5 separate regions of the Mus musculus genome follow, and all the other regions are linked to region 4. Evidence: chromatin contacts called from public ChIA-PET and Hi-C data. All regions are on one chromosome and are shown on one strand. Each heading gives the region's core, a stretch centred on a gene start, on an enhancer-like site or on the middle of the called end of the contact. The rest is flanking DNA. Distances are from core to core; before and after follow the strand shown.

Region 1 (3,304 bases), core at 535-3,034, 250 kb before region 4:
TCTTGTATGTGTACATGTGTGCCCCTGTGTGGAGGCCAGAGGGTGTTGTTTCTCAGGCACTGTTCACTTTTTGAGCTTCTCCCACTGGCTGGCAAGTAAGCCCCAGGAATCTTCTCCAGCACTGGGATTACAGTTACCATTTCTGCCTTTCCAAATGTGAATTCTAGGCATGAAGCATAGGTTCTCATGCTTCTAAGCCAAGCACTTTACTGACTGAGGCATCTCCTTGGCCCTGCCTTCCCATCTAAAATTACATTTTATAATTCAGCCTGTTTCCTTGAATTGAATGTATCAATTCAAGCCACTATGTCATGTCATCCATAGCTTCTATGATAAGCTGGACTCTTCTGAGCATCCAGAGAAACTGGACTCTCAGACTCTCCAGTGAACAGGAAGCAGTTGGGCCACCATTGAAGGATTTTGTGTTGCAATTCTAGCTGTGAGCTCTCAGCTGCTGCTCCAGGTGCCTGCCACCATAACTTCATACCACCATCCTGGACCATAACCCTCTGGAAGCCCCAAATAAACAGGAGTGTGCTTTCCTGTTTAAACCACTGGGATAGTTTCACTGTCTTCTTGCACAGAGTGAGTCTGAAGACACTTCTTTTCCAGGAGGGAATGCACCAAGCACTGGATAGGCACATTGTAGGCACTCAGTAGGTCTCAGTTTTCTTTACCTCCCTTCCCTCAGTGTTCCCTCAATGACCCTCAGACTCGGGTGGGGCTGTCTTAGTTATTTTTCTTATTTTGTTCTTTTTTTGGTTTTTCAAGACAGGGTTTCTCTGTGCAGCCCTGGCTGTCCTGGAACTCACTTTGTAGACCAGGCTGGCCTCAAACTCAGAAATCCGCCTGCCTCTGCCTCCCAAATGCTGGGATTAAAGGCATGTGCCACCATGCCCGGCCTTAATTATTTTTCTATTGCTTTGATAAAATACCATGACCAAGACAATTTATAGAAGGAAGGGTTTATTGGGGCTTCCAGAGGGTTATGGTCCAGGATGGTGATATGAAGGCAGGTACCTGGAGCAGCAGCTGAGAGCTCACAGCTAGAATTGCAGACAGGAAACAGAAAGGGCTAATTTAGAATGGCCTATGTTTTTTGAAACTCTAAAGCCTGCCCCTATGACATACTTCTAGCAAGACCACACCTCCTAATCTTCTTCTAACAGCCTCCAGTTGGATACCAGGCATTAAATGCCTAAGGCTTATAGGGGACATCTCATTTAAACTATCACAGTGGGATAACAAAATTTAAAAAAAATAGCAACCTAGAAAGCCAGCAGTGGGTGTGGCGGCCTCCACTCTCAGCCCTTTGCTTTTAACAGAGCAGCTGTGTTGGTTCTGTGTGTGTGCACTCAGACATTGGGACTGTGGTGTTTTCACAGACAGAGCAACCACAGTGTCCTGCCAGCAGCTCGCAGGGATCCTTGGCCACAACAGTGTACTTGGGGACGTCTGCCCATGAAGCTCAAATGTAGTCATTTCCTAGCAGATGTGTCTCTCTCTCTCCTGGGGACGGTGCCTTTCCTGTTGTGACCTCCCCCTAGGAGAGGAGCATCTTTCCCAGTTGCTTAACTATTGTAGGCATGGCATGTCTCGCTTTCCAGGAGCAGTGTCACAGCCTTGGGGGCCCCGGGAAGCAGAAGCTCCTCTGCCCAATCTCCCCTTCACCTTGCTCCTAGGGGAACATTGACAGTGTCTGCGGTTTTCTGTGGCCTCAGTGTGCTTCTCAGAGAGCCTCAGAAGGCAGGCACAGGAAGTGTTTGCTGCCAGGAGCAAGGCACTACTGCTTGTTAGCAGTCTCTACCAGCCTCCCTGACTTTCCTGTCTACCCCACACTGCAGCAGAGTGGTCTTTCAGAACATAGGTTTGGTAATATAGCTCTGCTAATAAGATTGGCTAAGGACTTCTTGTGCACTGACAGTCCCGGACTGTCTCAGTTGTGCTCCAGCTTGGTGCCTGGTCACCCTGTGGTGCCCATAAGCACCCTGATGTCCCATGCTCTGCTTCAGTGGACTCCAATTCCTTTTTTTTTTTTTTTTTTGCTTGACTCATGGTTCCTCTCTTGTGTGTTTGTTTAGAATCATACACTGGGAAAATTCTGACCCCACAGCTGGGGTGAGATGCCCCTCTGTGAGCTTTTGCTACCTGCTCTCCCCATGATGATGCTATTATGACCTGACTCAGTTGAGCTCTAGGTACTGGACCAGGACTGGGGACCGTGCCATGCTGTTTGTCCTTGTATTTCTGGTGTCCACCAAAGCTCATCAGAAGAAAACAAACCAACAAGGACAACTCCCACTGGGAAAGTGGCATTTCATATCCACAGTTTTGAGAGACAGAAACGGGGAACCGTGGTAGGTCCTCATTTGTTGGTGGGTTGGGGGTCTCTGACAGCTGTAGGAGATCTGTCTTTGGTTTATGCATTCCACTCAGGGGAGGCTTGCTGAAGGATAATGCATATTAAGGTTGTTGTTGTTTTTAAAACTACTTTGGGGATATAAACAGAAGGCAAATTGTCTTGATTATTTTAAGGTAGATAGGAAAAGGACAGGATAAGGGTAAAGTAAAAGTTAAAGAAATACCTTGTCTTAGTTAGGGTTTCCATTGCTGTAAAGAGACACCATGACCAGGGCAACTCTTATAACAAAACAAAACCATTTAACTAGGGTTGGCTTACAGTTGCAGAGGGCTAGTCCATTATTGTCATGGCAGGGAGCATGGCAGCATGCAGCCAGATATAGTGCTGGAGGAGCCAAGAGTTCTCCATCTTGATCTGAGGGCAGCCAGGAGGAGACTGGAATTCCACACTAGACAGAGCTTGAGCATAGGAGACCTCAAAGCCCACCCACACAGTGACATACTTCCTCCAACACAGCTAAATCTACTCCAACAAGGCCACACCTCATAATAGTGCTACTCCCGATAGGCCAAGCATTCAAACTCATGAATCTACAGGGGCCAAACCTATTCAAACCACCACACACCTCATAGCATTGTGCAGTGTGAAGCTTGGGCCTGCTCTTCATCTTTTCAAACTTGGGAGATATGGTGTCTAAATGGGACTAAAGCGTTGGCCTTGGGGCCAGGATGCCTGGGTTCACAGTCTACTTTTTCACCGGTTTGTAACTTTGAACAATCCTGTCTCCTGGTGTGTAAACTGGGGCTCAGGACAGCCTCCACCTCAGGGTTGCTTTGAGCCCAGAGCTTATGATAAGTTAGGGTCACAGGAGAGTGGTTGACGTGCTGGGAGTTAAGCCCACATTTTACAGTGAATGTTCCGCTCTGTTTATCAGACTGCTGC
Region 2 (3,266 bases), core at 491-2,990, 210 kb after region 4:
TTAAAGGTGTGTCCCGCCACGGCCTGGCCTCCTGCCTACATTTTTAGCCTTACCATTGGCCAAGCTCTCTGCTCTCCAATTTGCTCCCTCGATATTCCAGTTAGTTTGCAACTTATGTTCTCCTCATAACTACCTGGCTAACTCTAATAAAAATTTAGAGCCCAGACAGTCCACTTTGGTATTTCTCATATGTATACCACCTGGTACTGTGACCAAACCCAGACCCTTGAGCAGGTGCAAGCACTGTACCATTGGGCTACATCTCCAGTTGACATTTTTCTTATCTTTTTTTTTCTTCATGTTTGTGGATGTGGGTGTATTCCTAAATCATCATTCTCCAATATATATATGATTTATATTTTTCAGTGTACTGTTTTTGTTTTTTGTTTGTTTTTCTAGACAGGGTTTCTCTGTGTAACCCTGGCTGTCCTGGAACTCACTTTGTAGACTAGGCTGGCCTCGAACTCAGAAATCCATCTGCCTCTGCCTCCCAAGTGCTGGGATTTAAGGCATGTGCCACCACCATCCGGTTCAGTGTACTGGTTTTTGCCTGAATATATGTAACTGGAACTGGAGTTAAAGTTGAGGACTGCCATGTGGGTGCTGGGAACCAACCCTGGGTTCTCTAGAATAGTAGCTAGTGCTATTAACCTCTGGGCCATCTCTGTAGTCCACTATTTTATGTATTGAGGCAGGGTCTTTCTGGAACTCAGAGCTTGCTCATTGGCTAGTGTAGGTTGCCAGCTTGCCCTGAGGAAGCCATCGTCACCTCCCTAGCTCTGGTATTGCCATGCTAACCATCATTTCACTTGGGTTGGGGATCTTATCTTTGATCTTTACACTTGCCCAGCAAGTACTTTATCAGATGAGCCATCTCCACAGCCCTAGCGTTTTTTTCACAAATCTCTATAATTCTAATTTTCTAACATCGGAAAATTTATTTCAGTTTAGGATTTCACATTTATTAGCATGGTTTGTACATTTGATTACGGCTGTCTCCCCGTCTCCCTGCTACACGGAGAGACCTAGAGACAAGAACTTCAGTTACAGCCGTTATTACTGACTCTCCACAGGACCAATCTGCCAGACACATTGTTAACTCAGTAACCGTGGAGTAGAAGACATACAATTCATCATCTGACACAGATGTTTGCATAGTAAGATGGCAGCTCCGGAGAGAGACAACAGGGTCAGAAACAAGAATTTGGAGTTACCTCGTTTTACTCCCTTAAGCGATGTTAGCTGGGTTGACAGGGTTCTTGTTTGTGGGTTCTTTGTTGTTTTTGGTTTTGTTTTGTTTTTGAACCCTGGGTGTCCTGTAATTCCCTACGTAGATCAGGCTGGCCTGGCACTCACATAATCCACCGTCTCTGCCTTTCTGAGGGCTAGGATTAACGGCGTGTGCCACCATGCGTGGCTTAAAAACAGATTTGTAGCCAATGAAAGATCAACAGTACGTGGCTCACAATCATGTCATCGGATGCTGATGAATTTCCCCTTAGACGTCTTTCTTCAGGAAGTCCCTTCCTGCTCGGTTTTTTTTTTTTTTTTTTTGGCCAGGTCCGCAAATAATGTAGACAATCAATTCCGCAGCCCACTGAGCGGGTGCCTTCGTCCAATAGCTGAGCAGTAACGAACGGATTTCGCCCCACCCCGTACCGCCTCTTCCGTTTACGCTTCCTGGTGGCGACCGGAAATAAACGGGCGCTCCGGAAGTTAAAGGGCGTGTCCTGCTAGTTTGGTTTCCTAAACATGGCGGCGCCCTTATGTGTGAAGGTGGAGTTCGGGTGAGTGAGATCTGGGGCGCCTTGGGGATGGAGCGAAGCCATAAGGCTCGGAATTCCGGACCTCTCTTGGCCTGCCGAGGCTGTGTCGCCCTCCGAGAGCCGGGATAATCCCCTGGCCTCTGACTGACGCGGTCTCTGTGGGTGACGAGGCCGTGAGTCCGAGAGTTGAGGCGCACACACGGGTAGGGAGATGCGTTTGGAATCCTTCGCCTTGCTCTGTATCATGTAGGACTGGGAGGCATTGACAGTGAGCAGGCGGTCTTCCGGCATGTTTCACCCGTGCCATTCCGAGCCCGACTCGCCTTGTCTGGTTTTTGAGCTTCTAAGGGGAGCGCACGAGTAGAGACGAACCCTGCTGAATAATCTCAGTTCTGTCTTCCCGCCTAGTGCCTTCCTAGGGGAAGTCTTGGCCAAGACAGGACCTTCCTCTTTCTCAAACCTTGTGTGTGTGTGTGTGTGTGTGTGTGTTTTCGAGACAGGGGTCCTCTCTGTTTGGCTGTCCTGGAACTCACTCTGTAGATCAGGCTGACCTCGAACACAGAAATCCGCCTGTCTCTGCCTCCCAAGTCCTGGGATTAAAGGCGTGGGCCACCACCGCCCGGCATACCTTGGAGTTTTAATTAGATTTTAATCTTTTGCAAAGTAGTTTGGTAAGTGTCTTCTGCAGAGTCCAGAGGAGCTACCGGGGTAAATAAGCTGCCACGGAGGGAGTGACTAACATTGGTAGTATATTATCCTTACTGTGAAAAGGTTCAGAATCCGGGTACACATCACTACTTGAAGGAACACGGGGAAAAGTGAAGATTGTCTCAAATCACCATTGTGTTCTTCCAACACACAGAATGCTTGTCATGGTTTCAAAACCTGCAGAAGACAGACTTCTTCGGAAGCTGAGAACAAAGAACTGAGGCTTCTAGAGATGGGTGGTTGGTTTCTAGAATCTTATGGAAAAGCTAGGGGTGTGTGTGTGTTTGTGTGTGTGTGTGTAGATGAAGAAGCCAAGGTTGAAGTGAAGGGAAACTCAAGGGTAGAGAGAGATGTAAAATTCCTTCCAAATGCCTTTCTTCGCCTTGGATGCCCCCCATTCCTTTCATGTTGTCCCTTCACTAGGCAGTTCATTCACCAGTCATTTATTGAGTGCCTACCATGTGCCAGGCAGTGAGCCAGACACCAAGGATACAAAGATAAATAGCACTCTGTCTAGTCCCTGCAGTGTTCAGCATTTCTGTCCCTTGGAAGGGAGTAGTCTCATGAATGTTAAGTGCAGTTTAATTGATGATATTGTCTTGCTGCTTGGATCCAATTAGGTTGGTCTGGCTTCCTGACTGCTTTACCTCTTCGAACCTTAGCCCAGCTAACACGGTATCCTCCCACCTCCCAAACTGGGCTATGAGGGGACTTCCTGATGCCTTGACCAGCTTCAGCAGAACTGAGAAGGAAGAAGTTACAGGCTCTCAGTGTTAATGTCTGTTGGTAGCC
Region 3 (3,727 bases), core at 174-2,673, 150 kb after region 4:
GTGCTGCTCCTGGAGCCTGGCATGGGGAGGCCAAGATGGAGAACATTTGGGATGATGGGTGTTGAGATGAATTTGGCCTACTGTGTCCCTGTGTGACAGTAAGCAGAAGCTAAATAATGCTAGCTTATTTCTTTCTACCCATACAGAGCCATGATGCTGGCAATTGCTCTAACCTCATGGAGGAGACCAAGTAAGTGTTCCCTACTGAGGGAGTCGGGGCAAGCCTCTGCCCATGAGCCCTGTTCCCATCAAACTACCTGCACCCCTGATCTCATGTCTCCTCCCTTAGGACTTTCTCATCGACTGAGAGTCTGCAACAACTTTCTCAACAGCTCAATGGCCTTGTGTCTGAGATACCACAGGACTGGGACCCAGAAAGAAGGTAGAGAGGAAAGGAAAGTATGTTAGAAAATGAGGTGGGATTCTCAAGAGACTAATTCATGAGAGGCTCTTGTCATACTGGAGAAGACTTGGATTTGGACCACAATGGGCAACGTGATTTTTATCCTGGTGTGGTTTGAGGTGACAGCTGTTGAACGGTGAGGTTGATCCATGGCGGGAAAAGAGCCATAAGGAGTGGCACAAAGGGGGTGTGAGTGAGCAGAAAAGGAGATTCTGCTAATTGAGGGGGAAGTAGGAGGCTGCAGGGATTAGACATTGAGGGTCACAGAGCACCTCCATGTGAGGTATTGTCTCTCCTAGTCTACATCCTACATCAACGGGGAGGGCCTCACATCTTCCAACATGAATGCCTGGACCATGGATTAGGACCCTGTCTCAAAACTGTCATGGGGGAAGGGGGCTTGGAATGTAGCTCAGTGACTACATTCTTATCTACTGAGCACAAGGCTCTGGGCTCAATTCCCAGAAACAAAATAGAAAATGAGACGCCACCGGGCATGGTGGTGCATGCCTTTAATCCCAGCACTTGGGAGGCAGAGGCAGAGGCAGGCGGATTTCTGAGTTCGAGGTCAGCCTGGTCTACAGAGTGAGTTCCAGGACAGCCAGGGCTATACAGAGAAACCCTGTCTTCAAAAGAGAGAGAGAGAGAGAGGCCATGGGATCACAAGAGCATGTTTGAGCAATACTTAACCAATCTGAGACCCTTGGGAACAAACACTGACATCTGTACAACAGAAAGACAGACAGACAGCAGTGCTGTGGACAGTCCCAACTGGAGACAGTATGTACAGAAGCCAGAGACAGGAATAACGTTTAGTTGAGAAGCGAACAGGAATAGAGGCAGGCAGGCTGGTCCACTCAGATCCTTGGAGTGATACAAGAACCTGGCCCAACTGCATCTTAACCAAGCTCTGCCTTTGCACATATCACCAGTACCAAGGGCACTGGGGAAGAAAACATCCCAGATCCAGGTCTGTGTGAGAACAGCTTTCTCATGTGCCATAGCAAGCACTAGCCTCCAGGGGGCAGTGTCCACCTAGTGATGTGCCCATCAGCTGGGTAGCCTCTCTTCTGTGGGCTTCTCCAATCCAGTCTGTGCCATCCAATGGCCACAAGCTGGATCTTTCAGCTTTCTTTCCAGGAGTCTCAAGGGAGCAGGAAGGGGTCACCTGGTTGGAAAATCGAGGCTGACAGAGAAGGCATGTATATTATACACTGCCTCACTATACCCACTGTAAACCCTACTTGAAAACATTTGAGAGTCAGGTATGATGGCTCACACCTGTGATTTCAACTCCAGAGACTGAGAAAAGAAAGAAGCAGAGTTCAGGGCCAGTCCTGCCCTCCCTACATGGCCAGGCCCTGTCCAAAAATAAAAATAAATTACCCCAGTGAGTGCCAAAGAAGCTGATGTGAGCAGATCGCTTCCATAGATTGAGACCCGCCTGGGTAAGCAAGTGGAGAGCCTATCTCCAGATTTAATAGCTGGGCTGGAGTTCAGCCCAAAGCCTGTATTCCCAGCATCCCTCTACAGAACTGGAAAGAGGACTTGGAGCTTGGGAAGAGGGGGTTCAGCTCCAGAGCCACTACCCACCAACTGGTAGCAGGTAACTCCAGCTCTGGCAACTTCTCTCCCTCTTCTGCCCCCTGTGGGCACTCGAGTTTACATATCCAAATTTTTAAAAATAAAATTTTCTTTAAAAACTATAATTTTATTGCTGATAGGACCTTGATATAGCTATCTCTTGTGAGGCGATGCCAGTGCCTGTACAGAAGTGGATGCTCACAGTCATCTATTGGATGGAACACAGGGCCCTTAATGAAGGAGCTAGAGAAAGTACCCAAGGAGCTGAAGGAGTCTGCAACCCTATAGGAGGAACAACAACATGAACTAACCAGTACCCCCTCCCCCCCAGAGCTGTGTCTCTAGGTGCATATGTAGCAGAGGATGGCCTAGTCGGCCATCAATGGGAGGAGAGGCCCTTAGTCTTGCGAAGATCATATGCCCCAGTACAGGCCAGGAATCGGGAATGGGTGGGTTGGGGAGCAGGGCAGGGGGAAGGTATAGGGGACTTTCAGGATAGCATTTGAAATGTAAATGAAGAAAATATCTAATAAAAAAACCTAAAATTTTATGTCTCATCCCGAACCTGTGGCACTCAGGACAAAAGTGCATTATAATCTCCACTCATCCCAGACAGCCAGAAGGTTCGAGACCTCTGAGTGCCATGTGGTGGGACCATCAAACTGCACCCTCTCTAGCCTTTCTCAAGAGACAAGTACACTTCAGTGACAGCGTGACAGGAGCCAGACAAAGCACCCAGCTTCATGGTGAGGAGGAGTTGGAGCCTCCCAGCCTGGTCCTGAGGCACTGTAAGGAAAGGTCCTCCAGGAAGGCAGAAGCAGAGGTGAGTGGCAGTCACACACCCAAACCAGTCGCCTTCAGGACTGCAATAACCAACGTTTACACAAGTCTGTGGCTCAGCCAGGCCTGTGCACCTCACCTGAGGCACCTCATTGACCCCAACAATGGAGCAAGGTCTTGTGGAGCAGTCCAGCCCCAGACTGAGCCAGCTGAGTACAGAGAGCGAGGCTCGTTACATCTGATACATAGTGTCTGACTCGAGCTGCCTCCCCAGCAGAGGCTAGCCTTTCAAATGGTGTGGTGTGCTACACACTTAATTCCAGCACTTGGGAGGTGGAGATGGGGGGGGGTGGAATCTTTGTGAGTTCAAGGCCAGCCTGGTCTACATAGCATATTCCATGAGTGCCAGGGCTAGGTAACAAGACCCTTTATTTAGAATGAGGAGAGATCTTGTGACAAGGTTCTCATGTAGCCCAGGATGGTTTGAACACATCCCTCCTTCCTCCATCTCCCAAGTGCTGAAACAGCGCTCAGATGCCTAGTTCCTGTCCAAGGGGAGGGACGCATGGAGGGTGGAAGGATCCACAATTTCTCTAAGCCCTTAGACATGAGGTCTTAGTCGCAAACCTCTGCCATGCTTTGTAGAAGTTGTCTGGGGGTTGGAGGATGGCTCAGCAGTTAGAAACACTGGTGGCTCTGGCTACTCATACAGGGACTGAGTTCAATCCCCAGCACACACACAAGACAGCTCACAAGTGCCTATAACCCCAGTCCTAGGTTGTTAACTTGTAATGTTTGTAAATGCTCCCATACAGGCAAACCTACACACACCCCACAATTTTTTGAAGATTTATTTTGATGAGTGTGTGAGTGGAGGTGTGTGTATGAATGTATGCCATGTGGATGCAGGGGTATGTGGAGGCCAGAGGTGACATCAATGTCTTCATAATGGTTTCTCCA
Region 4 (3,178 bases), core at 14-2,513:
GCCTTTGACCCCTAGAGGGTTCGGACCCATGGCTCTGGAAATTTGGCTGCCGATTGTAGGCAGCCCTCAGTCACAGAATCAGGGGACTGTAGAGTATAGGGAGATGGAAATAGAAATCTTTGGTGGCATCCGTCACCCTGAACTTCTCCCTGCACATCTCTCAAGGTTTGCCCTACCACTAGCTTACATATCTAGAGGCAAAGCAGACTTCTAAGTGTTCTTAAGTTACATAGTGTGTCTCTGTGTGTGTGTATATGTGTGTGTGCAAGTCAGAGAACACTCTGCAGAAATTGGTTCTCCCTCAGCCGTGTAGGTCTAGTCAAGTTCGGCAGCAGTTGCATTTACTTGCTGAGCTATCTTGGATGGTCCCTAGCCTAGCACTCACTTTCTCTCTCTCTCTCTCTCTCTCTCTCTGTGCGCGCACACATGTGCTTGCACACTCGCTGCTGATGTGAATTCCATCTTAGCTAAAAACAGTGAGCAGGGAGCGCCCTTCCCTGTATCTCTTGTCTTGCTAAAACGTATTGCTCACTAATACTTAATGATATGATTTGACTCTCCAACCTATTCATGAGCTTGTTTGAAGGGAAGAATCCACTGGGTTAGTCATGGTAGGATATGACATCATACATAGCAAAGGTTCTTTGAATGCCTAAAATGAACTGTAAACGAACTCATTTGCATACTAGAAAAGACTGCTCTTTAAGCTGGATGTTCCCATTGGAGGGTTTCGTGAGCAAAGCAAACCAGATCTTCTGTGTCACTCCAGGTCTGGGCCTCAGCCTTGGCTTGGAGGATCGGGGCCCACATCTGGCTAAAGGTTCTGCCTTTCACTGGCCCTTGAGACTCACATAGTGTGTATGGGGGATGACGGGGTGAAGGTGGGTGGCAGTCCCAAACGTTGTTGAGCAGGCTTCTTGTGTTTTCAGTGTTGTTGAGTCTAGTTTAGGATCAATTAGAGGAGCTTTGGGCCTGAGGAGGATGCTGAACTTGGGTAACAGACACGGAAAGCTAGCCCACAACTTGAGATGGAAAACTCTGGGTTACCGGAGGCTCTGATCTTTGATGGGAGGGCATGCGGAAGTCCTGAATTGGAGCTGTCAGTCATAGGTTTGATCTCTTTCTCTGTGTCTGAGGAAAGGGGTGGGGTCTATACCGAGCTGTGGCGCGGAGGACTCCAAGCCGGTAGAGGGCGCTGCGCCTCGCGCCAGGCTTAGTTCGGCTCCGGGCCATCAGGGGGCGCTGTGGCGCGAGCGGCGCGGTGGGCTTCCGGCAGGTGGCGCCGTGGCCGCGGGGCCCAGGCCGGCGGGCGGGCGGCGGCGCGGCGCTGCGGCCGGCGGCTCGCGGCCCCGGAGCGGCGGCTGCGCGGGAGGTGGAGCGGCGGAGTGGCAGGCCCGGTGCGGGCTGGAGCGCGGGCGGCGAGCGCACGAGCCGCGGCCGCGCGGAGCCCGCCATGACGGCGCGAGTGTGAGGCGCGGCGAGCACCGGTCCAGTAGAGCGGCGGGCGCGCCGGCCTCTTATCCCGCAGCGGCCGGGCCGGGCCCTGATGAGCAGCGGCCTCGGCCTCCGGCGCAGCCCGGAAATGTCCGGCAAGATCGAGAAAGCAGGTGAGGCGGGCGGGCGGGCGGGCGGCGCGCCTCCTGGCCTCGTGCGCTAGACCCCCAGTCCGGGCCCCAGCCTGGCAGCGACGCCGCGAGGGCCATCTTTGAACCGGGCCTGCCCGGCGGCGGGGGGCCTGTGATGCTAGCAGGATTCTGGGGGAGCGAGTGGAGGTCCCTGTAGCCTTGTTCCCTGGAACATCCCACAATGGCTGGAGCCCGGGACCCTTAGGAGGCCTGGCCCCGACCGCATGCAGAAGAGCAGGCGCGCTCCAGAGGTGATCGGCAGCCCAGTTATAAAATGTGTCACTCCTAATGAGCCTCGAGTTTAACCACAAGTGTCCACTTCGGTGGCTTCAAAGGACAGCAGGCTAGGGTGTGTTGGAGCGATGTTTCAGGGAGCAGCCAAGTTGTCCTCTAATATTTCTGCCTTGCTCTGCAAGCAGGGCAAGTGGAGAGTCATTGGGGATGGGGGAATAAGGTGGATGCGATCTTGGTGCAAACCTCATCTCTTTGTGTGTTCCTGGAAATCTTGGGGAGTCGCCTCCCAGTTTTTCCCCCGCCCCCCGGCTTGCATATTCTGGGAGTTAGATACTCCCGAGAGTCAATTACTGTTGTGCATATGGGGCCCAGAGCTTAATTAGCCGTCAAGCAGGGACTCCTTTTACGGGAGGGCGGGTTCTTGGCTGGTAGGTAAGGTAGGCAGTGAGTGGTCCAGGGCCTGGGTTGGGGGTTGTCACAGTGGGGATACCCAGTTATCCTGGAAACTTAGTAGAGAAGGCAGACTTGTAAGAACCTGAAAAGGTGTTCGGCCGCACTAATTTTTGGAAGCTGCCATTTCATAGGTGGACTTGAGGATATTTGGATGTATATTAGCAGGGGACCAACCAGCAATGAATGTAACTTTTGCAGCCCTGGTTTAAACACAGGGACAAACGTTTTGGTATTCTCTTTTGAGCTATGTGTCTTCATTCTGTGTTTGGTCTCTGGGTTGTGTTGTTTATTAAACGTACTTGAAGATTGCCTGCCAAAGTATGGTCTCTGTTTTCAGGACCCAGAGAGGTTCAGTGAATGTTTGTAGCCCACCCAGCAAGGGGCATAGGTAGGGTATTGACATCTGTCTTCTGACAAGAAGTAGGATAGCATTCCCGTGGCTGGACTGTTCCTTTTCAGATGCTGTTTCTGGGGTGTTTGTCTCCTTGTCCTCTTGCCCCGGGGCCTTGTCTAGTGACTATGAGTCGCTTTCCTGAATACGTGCTGCTCTGGAAATATCCCTGACCCATCTGTGCAGCCCTGCTTAGGAACTCCTGATAGTGTCTCATCCGAATGGCACTGTTGGGAAACTTGGATGATTTATTTAAAAATAGCATTGATGCGCTGGAGAGACGGCTCACCAGTCAGGAGCACTTGTTGCTCCTGAGCAGCCTGGTTTGGTTTCTGGCAACCGCGTGCCGGCTCACAACCATCTTTAACTCCAGTTTCAGGGGGTCTGATGTCCTCTTCTGACCTCCATGGGCACCAGACTCACATGTGGTGGTGCACAGACACATAGACAGGCAAAGATTTATTGGTTGTAAAAT
Region 5 (3,624 bases), core at 297-2,796, 180 kb after region 4:
CTGGTCTACAGAGTGAGTTCCAGGACAGCCAGGGCTACACAGAGAAACCCTGTCTCAAAAAACCAAATAAATAAATAATAAAGTTATGTACCACCATGCTTACCTGACCCCCAAACCCACTTTTGTGGGGTGTTGTTTTGTTAGTTTGTTTTTGAGACAGGGTCTCACTATGTAGCCCTGGCTGTCCTGGAACTCACTATGTAGACCAGGCTGGCCTCGAACTCAGAGATTCATTTGCCTTTGCCTCCCGAGTGCTGGGGTTAAAGGTGTGTGCCACCACCACCGCTGTGCTTGATCCCCTAAAGCCCACCTTTAATCCATAAGAAGGCACAGATTTGGAACTCTCTGCTGAGAACATGATTCTCTTGTTGGTCTGTGATGCACATGTCTATGAACATGGGGCACCTGCTATTATAGCCCTAGAGACATCCTTTAGCTTACTATCCAGCCTCTCCAATGGATGCAATCCTGAGCAGGTCCAGACCATCTTCATACCAAAATGTCATCTGTAATCCCTATAAACAGACCTTGAAGGTTGCCCCTTCCCCCCTTAAGAACTTGACTAGGTTGAGTCATTGAAGGGGCTATTTAAGAACAGAGGCAGTAATAGGCACGTTGCATAGTCACCCCAGAACTTTTCAGAGGCTCTCAATCCAACGGCTGTGAGTCTAGACCCTTGCCCACAGCCTGACAAAGCTCACAGTTTACAAAGGAACCAGTGTTCGGGAGTGTTATCAGTCAGGGTTAAAGTTAGTTACACAGGCTTTAAATCCTGACCTTTGAGGAGATCCCCTGAAGCTACTCCTCCTGGCTCTTCAGTTCTTTTTGAACCTTGCAAAGGTACTGAAAACTGTAAAAGTCCTGAGGGAACAATCATACTCAGCTGTGGTGAATGACCATTCCAGAATGGTCTAGAAGCCCAATGCCCTGTGTATTCTGCCAGAATCCAGCTTTTTTTTTTTTTCAGCAAGTGGTATTGAACATTTGCTAAATTCTATTTCAAGACAAATGTAGTAGTTAATGTCTGTAATGCCAGCGCTCTGGGCTGAAGTAGATTAACTACAGCAAGATCCAGGGCAAAGTTACTACCCTGTTTCAAAAAACAAACAGGACTGACAAGGTGGATCAGGAAAAGGTGCCTGTTCCCAAGACTGAGGGCCAAGCCTAGTAACCTTAGTATGATCCCTGGAGCCCATGGTGTAAGAACAGAACCAACTCCCACGAGTTGTCCTCTGACCACACAGGGTCTTTGGCATATGTATCTACACATACACAAATAAGCAAACAAATGTAAATAATAATAATAAGTTAAACAAATTCTACTTGGGCCTTAGCTTCTGGCTATGTATTCTCAAATGGTCTGTGGGCGGGTTTATGCTACCTGGATCCCCTGGTCCAGGAAATGGCAGAGAGGAACGACCCAAGGAGCACTGCCTGACCAGGGCAACTTCAGCAGCCTGAACAAGCTAGACTACTAGGACTACAACTCCCAGCATGCCGTGCGGCTCAGCCTACCACTCCCAGCGGGCCGGGCGGCTGCGGAGGCAGTGGTGCGCGCAGGGCTGGAGGGGCTGGGCGGTGTCGGGCGCGCTGGGGCTGGGTTGCGCTGAGGTGCACGGACTCAGAAGCTCGCCCTCTGCGGGGACGGCACAGAAGGCGGTGCTGCCGGCTGGCACAGCCGGTGCGGGTGCGGGAGGCGGGTGGGGGTGGAGCGGGGCAGAGGTACAGACCCTACAAGGACGAGGAGTGGGCCAGACGCACCGAGGCTCGGCTGTGTGTGCCCCGGGGCGGCCGATGCCCCCAGCGCACCGCACTCCGCTGCCGCAACCGGGCCGCATCCTGACGGGGCGCCGCGCCGCGCAGCCGCAGCCGGGTGAGCTAAGGCGGGGACGGCGGCTTTCTGAGCGGGGAAAATGTGCCAGGCCGAGCAGGGGGAGACGGCGGTGCCGGCTCGGACTGAGGGGCGCGCCCTCCTTCTCCCAACCCCGAGAACGCTCTGATGTCCTGGCTATCTAGAGGCAATCGGTCCGTGGCGCCCCTCCTGTCCTGTCTCCTCTCTCAGCGGTCTTGGACCGGCTCCTAGCTTGCTTTTTGACTGCCTCTGTCAGAGAGCTAAGGATCTTAGCGATCCTGCGGTAGTCCTCCCACCCATTGCTTTATGCTTTTCTCCAGAAGGCAGTCTCATAAGGGATTCCCTGTGTTCCAGGCCGTGGTCCTCCGCCTAGCTTGGAGATATTCAGGCTACTTCATATCTTTGACCTTCCTCTCTTCCCAAGAAAAGCAATCCATTAGCAGTCCTCTTGACTAAATCCATAAAGAAGAGGGAATAGAGCGTGGGCCTTAATCTCTGCCCTGGGCTTCAACACAGCCTTTCCCCTTCTCAGCCCTAGTCCTCAAAGATCCATCTGAATGTGTGGGTACTTCCAAATCCTTTTCCTGTCCAACAATCACCTCTTTCCACCCTACCCCTGGGCTGTCACCTCTCAGGCCCCTCCTGCCTCTAAGCCATTTGCTGGCTCGCCCTCTATGGACCGGTAGAGGCACAACGCTACCTTGAGTCTGTGGGCCAGAGACTGTGCAGGGCTCCCTTCCCAGGAAGCTGCCCTTTTTGGTGTTGTCATTTCCAGAACCTCCTGGAGTCCCTAGGAGAGACACTTCTATCAGCACCTGTCTCCCGGCCATCTGGTTAGGTTGCTTGAATATCGGTGAATGGACTGTCCTGTTTGGGTTAGAAAGGTTCTAAGAACAAGTCTTACTAGCCCAATGCATAGAGCAAGGTGCTATGGCCTGAAGTAGGAAAGGGGCTAGCACAAGGTCACTTGACAAGGTGGTCAAAGATAGAACCAGAAGCTAGATCATCCTCTTGTTTCTTAACCCCAGAGCTGTAGATTTCAAGGCCCCTCCAACTTGGCATGGAACCAAAGCCTTGAACCTTTTTTAAGCCACCCCTTTTAAGGTGACTAGGCAATCCCCATAGGCTGACCCTTTGGGCTCATACTGAAGTGGCTGCTGGTGCAGAAGTAGCGGCCCCTAAAGAAGGAATTGTGTCTCCTAACCACCTTGTACCTGCAGGTCACAATGCTACTTGGAGCATCTCTGGTGGGGGCGCTACTGTTCTCCAAGCTAGTGCTGAAGCTGCCCTGGACCCAGGTGGGATTCTCCCTGTTGCTCCTGTACTTGGGGTCTGGTGGCTGGCGTTTCATCCGGGTCTTCATCAAGACGGTCAGGAGAGATATCTTGTGAGTACCATATCTAGCCTCCCTTGGGGTCTCAACTGTGCTGGGCTTTACCAGCCATTATCCCTGCCAGCACAAGACATCTGGGTTATTAAAGGAACAGTGTCTTCTCTTTGCCCTTCTCCTGGCATACCTAGAACTTTCATCTCCAAGGTCAAGGTCTCAAGGAATCTCCTAACCCCGAGACTCCTTGACCTGGGGCACAAATCAAAGCAGATCTGTTGAAAGATGTGTCTGAGAAGGGTCACGAGGACACTGTTCATGGCAAGGTGAAGAAGACCCCAGAGGAAAAGGACCTTTCCTTAGGTTGGCACAGCCTGAAAGAGCCCAGGGGGACACTGGATGCTAGCACAAATCCTGAGTTAGACAGCTGGGAGAAATTGCTCCT

The links. Hi-C and Micro-C count contacts between places; a contact is called where the count stands out from the background. ChIA-PET counts read pairs in DNA pulled down with a chosen protein or histone mark.
Region 1: an RNA polymerase II ChIA-PET map of memory CD8 T cells shows a contact between it and region 4, with 8 read pairs. The contact joins the enhancer-like site here to the promoter of Rapgef1 in region 4. A contact is called at or near these places in 18 of 39 promoter capture datasets (the 3T3-L1 cell line, 3T3-L1-derived adipocytes, HPC-7-derived erythroid cells and 11 more), 5 of 115 datasets of contacts at active chromatin or transcription factors (bone marrow-derived macrophages, embryonic midbrain, embryonic stem cells and 2 more) and 1 of 9 other capture datasets (pancreatic islet).
Region 2: an RNA polymerase II ChIA-PET map of memory CD8 T cells shows a contact between it and region 4, with 136 read pairs. The contact joins the promoter of Urm1 here to the promoter of Rapgef1 in region 4. A contact is called at or near these places in 5 of 39 promoter capture datasets (the 3T3-L1 cell line, erythroid cells, hippocampal neurons and 2 more), 2 of 15 datasets of contacts at CTCF or cohesin (the NIH/3T3 cell line and embryonic stem cells), 13 of 484 Hi-C or Micro-C datasets (CD4 T cells, the G1E-ER4 cell line, adipose-derived mesenchymal stem cells and 7 more), 5 of 115 datasets of contacts at active chromatin or transcription factors (embryonic stem cells, memory CD8 T cells and pancreatic cancer cells) and 1 of 9 other capture datasets (embryonic stem cells).
Region 3: a contact with region 4 is called in a Hi-C map of bone marrow-derived macrophages, with 3 times the contacts expected there. The contact joins the enhancer-like site here to the promoter of Rapgef1 in region 4. A contact is called at or near these places in 3 of 39 promoter capture datasets (the 3T3-L1 cell line, embryonic stem cells and pre-B cells), 1 of 15 datasets of contacts at CTCF or cohesin (the NIH/3T3 cell line), 4 of 484 Hi-C or Micro-C datasets (bone marrow-derived macrophages, embryonic stem cells and extraembryonic endoderm stem cells), 6 of 115 datasets of contacts at active chromatin or transcription factors (effector CD8 T cells, embryonic stem cells, microglia and 1 more) and 4 of 9 other capture datasets (adipose tissue, embryonic stem cells, liver and 1 more).
Region 5: a contact with region 4 is called in a Hi-C map of uterus, with 3 times the contacts expected there. The contact joins the promoter of Slc27a4 here to the promoter of Rapgef1 in region 4. A contact is called at or near these places in 3 of 39 promoter capture datasets (the 3T3-L1 cell line, erythroid cells and hippocampal neurons), 2 of 15 datasets of contacts at CTCF or cohesin (the NIH/3T3 cell line and embryonic stem cells), 14 of 484 Hi-C or Micro-C datasets (adipose-derived mesenchymal stem cells, cerebellum, differentiating embryonic stem cells and 9 more), 4 of 115 datasets of contacts at active chromatin or transcription factors (embryonic stem cells, pancreatic cancer cells and stem cell-derived neural progenitor cells) and 3 of 9 other capture datasets (embryonic stem cells, liver and pancreatic islet).

Annotation. Positions count from the first base shown.
Region 1 is chr2:29,363,762-29,367,065 of GRCm38.p6, forward strand. All of the region lies in intron 2 of Med27 (mediator complex subunit 27), which reads left to right. Among named protein-coding and RNA genes, the nearest start is that of Med27, 19 kb to the left of the region's middle. Within about 2 kb of position 1,785, at least 30 of the 459 cell types and tissues checked have an H3K27ac peak or open chromatin away from gene starts, as enhancers often do. A contact at or near this core is called in memory CD8 T cells, where this site is marked.
Region 2 is chr2:29,825,649-29,828,914 of GRCm38.p6, forward strand. It overlaps Urm1 (ubiquitin related modifier 1), which reads left to right and starts at 1,741. Exons shown (of 5, transcript NM_026615.4): 1 at 1,741-1,787. The coding sequence starts at 1,753.
Region 3 is chr2:29,763,603-29,767,329 of GRCm38.p6, forward strand. Gm13547 (predicted gene 13547) reads left to right here. Exons shown (of 4, transcript NM_001177392.1): 3 at 147-190; 4 at 290-487. The coding sequence ends at 386. It also overlaps a transcript of Trub2 not described here. Among named protein-coding and RNA genes, the nearest start is that of Gm13547, 3.9 kb to the left of the region's middle. Within about 2 kb of position 1,424, at least 6 of the 459 cell types and tissues checked have an H3K27ac peak or open chromatin away from gene starts, as enhancers often do. A contact at or near this core is called in bone marrow-derived macrophages, where this site is marked.
Region 4 is chr2:29,618,457-29,621,634 of GRCm38.p6, forward strand. It overlaps Rapgef1 (Rap guanine nucleotide exchange factor (GEF) 1), which reads left to right and starts at 1,264. Exons shown (of 26, transcript NM_001039087.1): 1 at 1,264-1,607. The coding sequence starts at 1,547.
Region 5 is chr2:29,801,088-29,804,711 of GRCm38.p6, forward strand. Slc27a4 (solute carrier family 27 (fatty acid transporter), member 4) reads left to right here and starts at 1,547. Exons shown (of 13, transcript NM_011989.5): 1 at 1,547-1,873; 2 at 3,073-3,239. The coding sequence starts at 3,079.